Regions from separate parts of the Mus musculus genome. Here region 2 is linked to region 1. The links are chromatin contacts, called in public Hi-C maps. All regions are on one chromosome and are shown on one strand. Each heading gives the region's core, a stretch centred on a gene start, on an enhancer-like site or on the middle of the called end of the contact. The rest is flanking DNA. Distances are from core to core; before and after follow the strand shown.

What was found. Hi-C and Micro-C count contacts between places; a contact is called where the count stands out from the background.
Region 2: a Hi-C map of cerebellar granule neurons shows a contact between it and region 1, with 2.4 times the contacts expected there. The contact joins two enhancer-like sites. A contact is called at or near these places in 3 of 15 datasets of contacts at CTCF or cohesin (CD8 T cells, large pre-B cells and pro-B cells), 22 of 484 Hi-C or Micro-C datasets (the CH12 cell line, LSK cells, cerebellar granule neurons and 10 more), 3 of 115 datasets of contacts at active chromatin or transcription factors (embryonic stem cells, epiblast stem cells and large pre-B cells) and 3 of 9 other capture datasets (adipose tissue, liver and pancreatic islet).

The regions. Positions count from the first base shown.
Region 1 is chr9:75,195,299-75,200,285 of GRCm38.p6, reverse strand. It overlaps Myo5a (myosin VA), which reads right to left. Exons shown (of 41, transcript NM_010864.2): 32 at 4,086-4,160; 33 at 2,550-2,643. Among named protein-coding and RNA genes, the nearest start is that of Myo5c, 34 kb to the left of the region's middle. Within about 2 kb of position 2,810, at least 159 of the 459 cell types and tissues checked have an H3K27ac peak or open chromatin away from gene starts, as enhancers often do. A contact at or near this core is called in the CH12 cell line and cerebellar granule neurons, where this site is marked.
Region 2 is chr9:75,280,913-75,285,899 of GRCm38.p6, reverse strand. Myo5c (myosin VC) reads right to left here. Exons shown (of 41, transcript NM_001081322.1): 25 at 3,884-4,064; 26 at 1,914-2,007; 27 at 1,690-1,753; 28 at 887-967. Among named protein-coding and RNA genes, the nearest start is that of Gnb5, 23 kb to the left of the region's middle. Within about 2 kb of position 2,664, at least 16 of the 459 cell types and tissues checked have an H3K27ac peak or open chromatin away from gene starts, as enhancers often do. A contact at or near this core is called in the CH12 cell line and cerebellar granule neurons, where this site is marked.

The DNA of each region.
Region 1 (4,987 bases), core at 1,561-4,060:
AAATATAGTCCACAGGAAAGGCAAGAATCTTGCTATTTCAATTTAAGGCTAAAGGGTTTAAATGTTTTAACACATTAAAAAACATTAATATGCATTAATAAACTTTTATTAGATGGTGCTTTGTTGCACAAAGACTGGTATTTTTCTATAGAACACAGACCCAGAGAGAAAGAGATGAGTGTCAGAAGAGTGTGTCACGTTTATTCACTACTTTGGCAGGGTGTAGACAATGGACACCTAGGGAGGTACCCTAGGCATATGAGCCTATTTCATTTTAGCTAGATGCAAATAATTTAACTCAAAATATAAATTTTCTTAAGAATAAATATGACTTTTTCTTATTTAATCCATGAGCTTCTAGCATAAATACTATTTTTTGCTTGGCTATCAGGACAGTTTAGCTGAAAAGTTTGATTTCTAATTGATAATAGCCCAATAGCATCTTGAAATATCTTCTCTCTTTAATTACATTTCAAAGCATACCATTTAAGAAACTGATTTCAAATGTGAGATAAAAACGGTTTTTATATTTATTCACATTCATTAATGTTGGCAAAGAGCCACTAATTTAATAACCTTACAGGTTAATACCCTTATAGCAGAGTTTTTACAAATACTCTCCTGTCTTGCCATGGCGTCAGTTCAGTGTAGAAAGTTCTCTGTAAAAAAGAACCTGGATTTCTAAGTACTGCTGATAAACATTATAGCTCATATATATAAACCTGGGGTTTGAAGCTTTTTCTTCTTGTATTTGTATGCATGGAATATATGCATGTTCATGTAAGCATGTAGGTCGATGCACATGTGTGTATGTGAAGGCTCAAGGTTATATTGGGTATCTTTCTTCATTTATCTCTACCTCATGTGTTGAGAGGTAGAGTCTCTCCCTGAACACAGAGCTTGTTGTTTCAGCTTGTCCAGCTAGACAGTTTGTGGGAAATCACCTGTCCCTGGCACTTTAAACCTAGGATTGCAGGCAGTGGTCATGCCTGACAGCAGCTTATGCAGGATTTTGGGATCCAGTCCTCACAGTTTTATAGCAAGTGCTTTATACACCAAGGCAGCTCCCCAGCCCCTGGAGTTTCACAAGTTTTAATGTAATATATGAATAATGTAATGTTAATGGTCTATACAAAATATGTGGTTATAAAGTAATTGTTCTGATATCTAAACAAACATTTCAGTATTTGCATATTAATGAGAGTAATAACCTCTTTGACATTAACATCTGTGGCACTATATGCTCTAAATATTTTTAAAACTTATTTATTCAGTCAAGAATAGAAGGGTTATCAAAGGTCAGAAACTATGTTCATTGTTGTAACTGTGAAAAATAAGAGGTGATTTCCATGCCCAGAAAGCTCTTAGTCAAGCATAGAAACCAGTAATTCAAACAGAAAAACTGCCAAAAATTTAAGAGTGAAAAACCATAGAAAGTATGAACCAAATACAGAAAGCAGGTCCTGAGGTTGGTGGTGCGATCAGGATGCTTCTGAGGATGTGACAAGTGCCTTTAGTTCCACAGAATGAGCAGGGCTTGACTGGGACTGCCAGACAGACGGAAGAACAGTTATGACTCAGTGTGATGGAGTGGTGGGCTCTTTCTATCCTTTGTGCCACATGAGAGTCACAAAGATGACAAGTAGAGAATATGATAGATGGCCAGGATGAGCACATCATTTGTGGTTAAAATGGCTTAAAGGGAATTTTATCTTTGAAGTTCTGTTCCTCAGGTGCCTTGAGATGTGAGAGGGTGGCTGGAATGAACTCAGTGGTTGCTTTGGTCTCACTCACAGCTGGATCTCAAGCACCTGCAACTGCACCAGCACCTAGGCACACGCAATAAAACTTGCTGGATGATCAGACTAACTCACAGGACAACAGCAGTATGCTTCCATGGATTTTTTTCTCAAGGAGCATACCTTTTTTATATAGAAATGATTTTAAAAATCATGTTTCTTTATAATTATAATTCATATTTCCTGATTAATTTCTTTTTTTTTATTAGGTCGTGAGTTCTTTGAGGATACTCTACCACATTCCCTTTTGTAGCTCTAGTGGTAACAATTAGATTGTGTGTAGCAGGTATGTTGCTATTGCAGATGTGCCGCCCACATTAACTCATTCAGTTCTTAGAGACCATGTTTGAGAGGCACCATTATCATTCCCAGTGAGGATGTGGGAAAACTGAGGCATGGAGAGGCTCAGCACCACGCACATATTCTGAGCCTAGTAGGTAGGAGAGAGGCACAGGACTTGAATCAAGAAGCTGGCTCTAGAATCCTTGCTCTTAAGCACATGCTGTACTGACTAGGGCAGACTCTGGCATGTGTTAGCTGTTTGTTGAATGAATTTTCTCCCTTTGTAACTTACTGTTATGTTACTAGGAAAATTATTCCCATACATAGAAGAATTTTTCATTCCGCAGAGGTTAAGATTGTCAAAAGTAATTTTGATTATTTTCTCTAAAAACTCACCTGTAACTCTCTACCAGGTCACTAGCAATGGACATAAAATTTGACAAATGCTGTTAAAAAATGTTTAAGTACCTTCTAGTTCACCAATTTTTTTGGCAAAGACTTTCAGTTGTTTCTTCAGTTTCCGGACAGTTTTATCCTGCTTTTCAAGTTGTTCCATCAGATCCTAGGATCAAAATGAGAATTATGTCAGAAAGATGAGAACAGGCTCAGCACAGGCACAAAGGGCGCACAGATGGAATCACAGCAACACACTGTTAGTTTCACATAAAAGCTGCAGGTGGAGCCACCGCCTGGCTCAAACTGGCAGACAAAGGAGGTGCAGCTCCGGTGATGGCAAGGCTTTGACACTGCGGTGAGTGAAGGCAAGGCTGACACTGCAGTGAGCTCCTTACAGCTACAGCCTACAGCGTGATGGAAGCCTCCCAGCAGGCTCCTATGGAAACATCTCAGACTCACTGTCACTTGTGAGGGGGACTGGGCAAAGATGAGCTCTGATGAGTGCATACAAGGTCTGTGAGAGCTGAGGACAGCTGCACTTAGGAAAAGACTGACCCTCCGTGAGTAAAGCACAGCTATGCGTTACCTGTTCTAAACTCAGCCTTAACGCCTACGAAACATGAAGAAGTTGGGGAAACTAAAAGTAAGCTGAGCCAGGTGTTCTGGCATACACCATTAATTCAAGTACTCAGAAGGCAGTAGTGGGTGGATCTCTGTGAGTTCAAGGCCAGCCAGAGTTACATATAGAGACTGCCTTAAAAAAACAAGCCAAACAAAACCAAATCAAACAACAAAAAAGTAATAACAACAAAAGGATAAAGAACTTTCTGCTACATAGCATGAAGGTACATGACTATAACCCAAGTACCAGGAAGTCAGAGAGAATTCAAGGCCCGCCTGGGTTGTAGTGAAAGCTTGCCTCGGGGTGGGAGTGGGGTTCTGCTGGCATAAGACCCAAATGCCAGGTAATAAAAGATACCCACAAATCTTGCACAATATATATATTTAAAAAAAATGAAGTTTGAGTGCCTAATGTAAAATGTGAAAAAGAGAGAAAGAAAACCTGTGTTTTTAAATGGAAGGTAAGATACTGGCTTTATTTAGTAAAGAATTCTCTCCAAGGACAGGCAGTTAGATACTCAGGAAGAGGGAAGTGGGCATGACCAGACTAAGAAAGCTTCGAAAGGTCAGACATGAGTCAGTGGAGCTGGCTGGGGGTTGCCACTGAGTCTTAGAGAAGAACAGCATTTGATAATGCTGATTCATTCTCTAGCTTGCTCAGAACTGGGCTCAGACATCTGACTAGTGATTCTGAGGAAACAGCTGCTCACATTCCCAGTGCTGGGTTATGCTTCCTGAATTTGACTCTATCTTTGAAATCAATTGCTTCCATCACACTGTAAGCCTTGGGTTAACAACAAACCAAACACAGTGGACACGGGACACCAAAAGATAGCTGGCTAAAGATAGCTGTGGGGGGTGGGGGGAAGAGATTTTGTGAATATTTTTGAAGAGACCTCCTGGGCAGTGACAGACAGCAGTGTGCTCTTCAGTTAGAGAAGGCTAGAAGTAGCAGAGGACAACAGAAAAGCACTGTGTTTTACATACAATCATCCTTTTGTAAAGTGAAATCCGATAGGATTGATACTTCTTAGGGTCATCTGCATATAATTCCTCAAAATACTGAAAAAACAGGTACAATGGATATTTGTTTCTTGTGTCTTTGAGCAAGTGCTACCTCTCAGCAAAATTAACTTAAAAATACTTTAAAACACATGTAACGAAACTATATCTACTCACAGGTTCCAATTTGCCACCTGCTATTACCATGTATAGATGAGTCTCTATTTCACATGAACAGTGGAAATAGGTGATGGCCAGGATGTTGTCACTAGAACAGGGAACCATAGTGACCAGAGAAGGCTGACGTTTCAGTTCCCAGCATTTTACTGCTCCCTCACATGTGACTCTCTCAAGCTGCTGCTTGTCCAGTCACTATCAGAGCAGCAAGGGCAAGGAAGGCAATGACATAAAAAGGCAGGAAGGAGCACTGCTAGCACCCCGGTCCTGTTTGCAACTTGTGGAGCTGGTGAGAGGCAGCATGGGGAGACCTGTGAAGCCTGTGCACCTGAGGAGTAAGAAAGCCATTCCTATGTGTGCTGGTGTGTGTTCAGTGTGTGTGCGTGTGTGTTCATGTGCAGCAAAACTTCAGAAGCACTAAGCCCAGACGTGCTTACCTTAATATTCTGCTCAAGTGAATCCTAACAAATGTGTAATTAAAACTGAGAAAGAATATCCTTTCATACACTTGACTTTGATAATATTCTTCAAATTAGCAGTCAGTGTAACGAATGGCACAAGCAGATGATCTGCAAAGGATAGCCTAAAACAAACTAACCAGAGACTTCTATTTTGAGTGTAAGGTTTGTTCATTTCTGAGTTAGATACAAAATACTGATAGTACAGAAGAGTTATAAGGGTGAGCAACACTTGATTAACTTAGTGAACAA
Region 2 (4,987 bases), core at 1,415-3,914, 86 kb before region 1:
GGATCGGTAATCAAAGACCCTCAGTCACCGTTCAAAAACAGTGTGCAGTGTTAACACAGTTATGACAAAGGCGTTTCATTTTAGAAGTAGTTCAGTTATGTTCTTACAGTTAGTAGTCGAAACCCTCTATTCTGTGTGATACGGTTGTGATTATGTGTCTCTACACATCTGGAGGATTCACTGAGTGTGCAAGACGGGGTCCAATGTGAGCCTTTGGGGACCCTGCTGTGTCACCACACAGTGATGTAAGCTATCAATGGGGAGGCTGCATGAGCTAGTGAAGGGATATACGAGAACTCGCATGGGTGTGCAAAGCCTGTGGAGGCCAGAAGAGGGCATCAGACCCCCTGGAGCTGGGGTTATAGATGGTTGTAAGCAGCCACGTGGGTGTCGGGAATCTAACAGACCTGGGTCCTTTGCAAGAGCAGTTAACAACTGGCCATTTCTCCAGGACAGATTTTGTTTGCTTTTTGATATAGGGTCTTTAGCCCAGGCTAGCCTCAAACTTCTTAGGTAGTTAAGAATATTCTTGGTTTTCTCCATCTTTTTGATTTCCAGGTGCTGGAGTTCTGGGTGTGCCTCATAACACCCCATTTATTCAGTGTGAGGGGTAGAAATCAGAGTTTTATGCATACCAGGCAAGCATTCTTATTAACTGAGCCAAATCCCCAGCCCTGTAACCAGTTGTTAGCAAACACTAGGCCTCCTCACTAGGCAAACGACTGCATTTTCAGAGGAGTCTTTCTAGGGGTTATTAGACACTTCTACCATAAGAATTTACTTCACGTGTCAATTCTAGGCAAGGTGAACTTCTCAACATTGTATTGTCTCTGGAAAACCAAACCAAGCCAAACAAACACACCAGAATCCCAAGGGAATGTCTAACCGAGTTGCTTTCTTTAGTCCTTCGTAGGCAAACCAAAGTTCTCCATCTTCATTTAAATGTTCCAGATCTTCCACAGAGAGCCTGGAGAGCAAAGAAAGAGAGCAAAGAAGCCTTGCCCACCTTTACATGGCTTGTGTATGTCGTCCCTACAGGGTGGTTCACCTTGCTATATAAAAGATTGTGTGTGAGTGAGTGAGTGTGCATATGTGTAAGTGTGCATAAGTGTGCATGTGTGTGGGTGCACATTGTGTGTGTGTGCATATGTGTAGGTGTGTGAGTGTGCATGTATGTAAGTGTGTGTGCATGTGTGTAGGTGTGAGTGTGCACATGCATGTGTGAGTGTGCATGTGTATAAGTGTGTGTGTGTGAATGTGCATGTGTGTGTGAGTGTGTGTGTATGAGTGTGTGTGTAGATGCTGGTGGAGACCTGAACACAGCATCAGATGCCCTTTGAAGCTGGAGTTGCAGGTGATTGTGAGTCACCTGACATGGCTGCAGGGACCTGATCTCGGCAGGAGCAGCAAGCACTCTTACCCACGAAACCATCTGTCTTTCCAACCCCCAAGACCATTTTGAAGCAGGGTCTCTCAGTGGCCTGGACCTCACTGAGTAGGCTACACTAGCTTCTCGGTAAGTGCAGGGATTCTTCTGTCTCTACCTCCCCATTGGTGGGTTACACGCATGTGAGTCTTCTTCTGAAATGCACGGACTCTTGGGATCACACTCACATGTTAACACTTTGCCGAGTCATGCCTCCAATCTGTTTTACATTTGTAAATGTCTGATAATGTAAAATCGATTACCTGCTTCTAACATCTTCGATGTCATAGCTCTCCAAAAGCTGCTTGGTGACCTCTGACATCCGTTCTAGAAGGAAAGAGAGAGCAGCAGACATTGAATTTGGGCATGACTTCACCCCCATGGCATCTCTGCAGTTGTTTCTACGGCCTACCAGCTGGCCACCCTCTTAGGTATCCAACTAGCAAGCTGCCCAGACTACCCAGTAACCAGTCCATGCCCCTGGTACCTCTCATCTCCCGTTTCTGTGACTGCACGTGCTTTTCCACATCTATCTTCTGGGCTTGCAGCAGCTCTATCTCCTTCTCAAACTCAGAGATGGTCTAAATCAGAGCCGCAAACAGATCCAGTGCAGAGAAAACAGCCGTTACACTTCTCATCAGGCAAGGGCACACCCCGTCACAGAGCATATGGTGGCCTCCCGCCTCCATGCGGCTTCCTAGCAGGAATCTTATCTACTCTCACAGCCTCACATCTTGCCCTGAAGCAGCTCAACTGTGCAACTGTTTGCAGGCCTACCTGGATGCAGGAATGAGCTTCCCTGTTGTAACGGAAGGAAACAATCACAAGTTTGCCATGAGACAGGCAGAGGGCAAGACGGGTAAAACTGCAGGTCGGAAGGCGAAGGTACATTGCTAGGAGGCGTTTTGTCACAGAGGCAGGGGAGGCTAAGCAGCCTGGGAAGACCACCAGGGACAGTTTCCCATGAGCATCTCTGCTTGTTAAAGGGGCTGCATCCACCTCTGTTCACTCTGCAAGTTCATCTCGAGGAAGGTATTTTTCATATTTTGTAGCTAAGACAGATAGAGATATTCTCAGGGGTAGCAGGGGTAAAAAGCCCTCCTCAAATATTGTTATTCGGAGTATTGACAGGTTCTAGCTCCCAATTCAGAGAGGGAGGGGATCAAATACTAGTGCTCCACTTCGACACCTAGTCCTCCTAGCAGGCCTCGAAGTGAGTGGAACAAGCTGAGCCCGCATCGATTAGAAAATGAACTGAAGGTTAAATGACACATTTGGGATCATGTGTCAAGCTCACAGGACTGCCCAGGCTGAAGCCTTGGTTCTTTTCTTGGTTCTTTACATATTTCAGGTAATGTTTACACTTCCTTATTTTCTTCAGATCGCATCACAGAGAGCTTGACAATGACCTTCAAGAGCTCTGAAAACCAGACCTCTTAAAGCATCAGAGGAAGAGAGTGACATCTACTGGTGCCTCCCTCCAAGTGCAGGCTCACAGTTCCCCCGATTTAAGATCAGCCTGGAGAGATGGCCCTACAGTTAAGAGCACTGGCTGCTCTTCCAAAGGGCATGGGCTTGATTCCCAGCACCCACATGCTAGGATTACAGAAGTGCGACACTGTTTCTGACTTTGGTGCTCTGGGAGTCAAAGCTGGAGCCTCCTGTGTGCTAAAAAGGCAGTCTACTAATCAGGCTGCATCCCCAGACCTGAAGTCCTCCTGATCACCCATGTGAATTTTCATGTAACAGTGTAAATGGTGGATAGCAACAATTTCACTTCAGTACAAGAATTCATAAGTTTATAATATGATAAACAATAAGGGTTCACCTGAATTTATAACTTAAATAGGTAGTATTCTTTTAGTCAATCTATTTAAGTAACTGTATAGTTACAATCTTAGAGTGTTAGAACCTGACTTTTCAAATATGAAATACATTTTCAGACAGCCCAGAGGCTGGGACGGAGAGAACTGAGTACCCGGGTGCTGTGTGCCTTCAGTCTGTATGGATGCTCCTGTTGTCTGATCCCTTGGGAATATATAGATGTTAAAGTAAGATGGGGCTAGAAAGGAGAGCACCCTCTGTGACTCAGACTCTCACTTCCCCAAAGGTTGTTTCCAAACACCCTAGCAAGACAGAGTTACAGGGGGCACCTCCTGTATGATGGACACATCTTACTTAGCTAAAGGGCTGAACCAATACCTCCTCCCCTGCCACCCAGGAATCCAGGATAACCTGGGTACAGGCTACCCATCCTCCTCATTTTGCCTGAATCTGTAAGAAGGGGTTCCCTAGCAACGCCTCTTCTGAGCTCTCTTTAGAACCCCTCTTTGGTGTTAATAAATCTCTTAACAAAAGAACAGCCCACTGGGGTCCCTCTGTACCCAAATCTCTGCATTTCTACTGTTTCTGTGAAGATCAAGGGCATCTCTGGAGGAGCTAGAAGGCAGCACACACCTTTGCCTGCTTGCTTAGGCGGGCCACCTCCCCCTTCAGGCGGTCAGAGGTGACCTGTCCCTCCTCCAGCTGGTGATGCAGTTGCGACCTCTCGTCCTTGAGGGCTTTAATCTCTTCTCTCAGAGACTCTATCTGTTTCTCATAGGCTTGTGTTTTCAGCTCAAAACCTTTTTCAAGAACTCTAGATGGTAAAAGGAGAAAATCTAACTTAGAATTGTTCTTATAGTCTTTGAACAAGACAATATACAATATTATGAAAAAATTGAGGAGCTACCTCCACACCAAAGGAAGAGGTGTGTTAGGACCCACTGGGGCCATCGCTGTAGCCAGCTTCCTGTTCTCTTAGTCTAAAATCCATGTCTTAGATCACCCAGTGTGAGAAACTCTATGAAGATCACAGAGCACAGGACAGAGAGGCTGGACTTCAAGTCACACTAGGTGCTGGAGTGTTGCGATCTCAAAGCCATGCCTGGGGGCCATATTGTTCCCTGGGTGGGATGTATGTCCCCCAGCAAAGACCTGGCATATTCTGTCAAGTGCTGGCCCTTCTAAGTTCTCAGAAATCCACCCTCAAGGTCTGATTAAGGCCTTAAAAAATACGGGTGGAGCATCCCAAACCCCCAAATTAAATCAGAAATGGTAAAATCCAGAACTACACCACCAGTGTGATAATGAGAAGTTTCCATCTTTGAAACATTTAGGGTTTGGGACTGCAGGAGGAGGGGTATTCTCTTAGTGATGTCTACACCAAGTCTCCAAAATATGGAAAACTGAAACCAAAACCCTTCTGGCCCCAAGCTTCAGATAAGGACCATTTCTATATCCAGGGGTCTTGCCTTCCAAGAAATTTAAAAATCATCCATCGTCTGTCTGTCTGTCTGCCTGTCTGTCTGTCTGTCTGTCTGTGTCTACATGTCTCTATGTGTGAAAGCAGGTGTCTGTGTAAGTGTATGCAGAAGTGAACCCCGATGCTTGCACCTTTGCACACAGAGGCCAGAAGAGGGCGCCACACCCCTCTGAGTTAGAGATACAGGTATCTTTGGACACCCAGCTTACATAAGTGCTGGGAATTGATTCTGGTTGCTCAGCAAGCACTCTTAACTA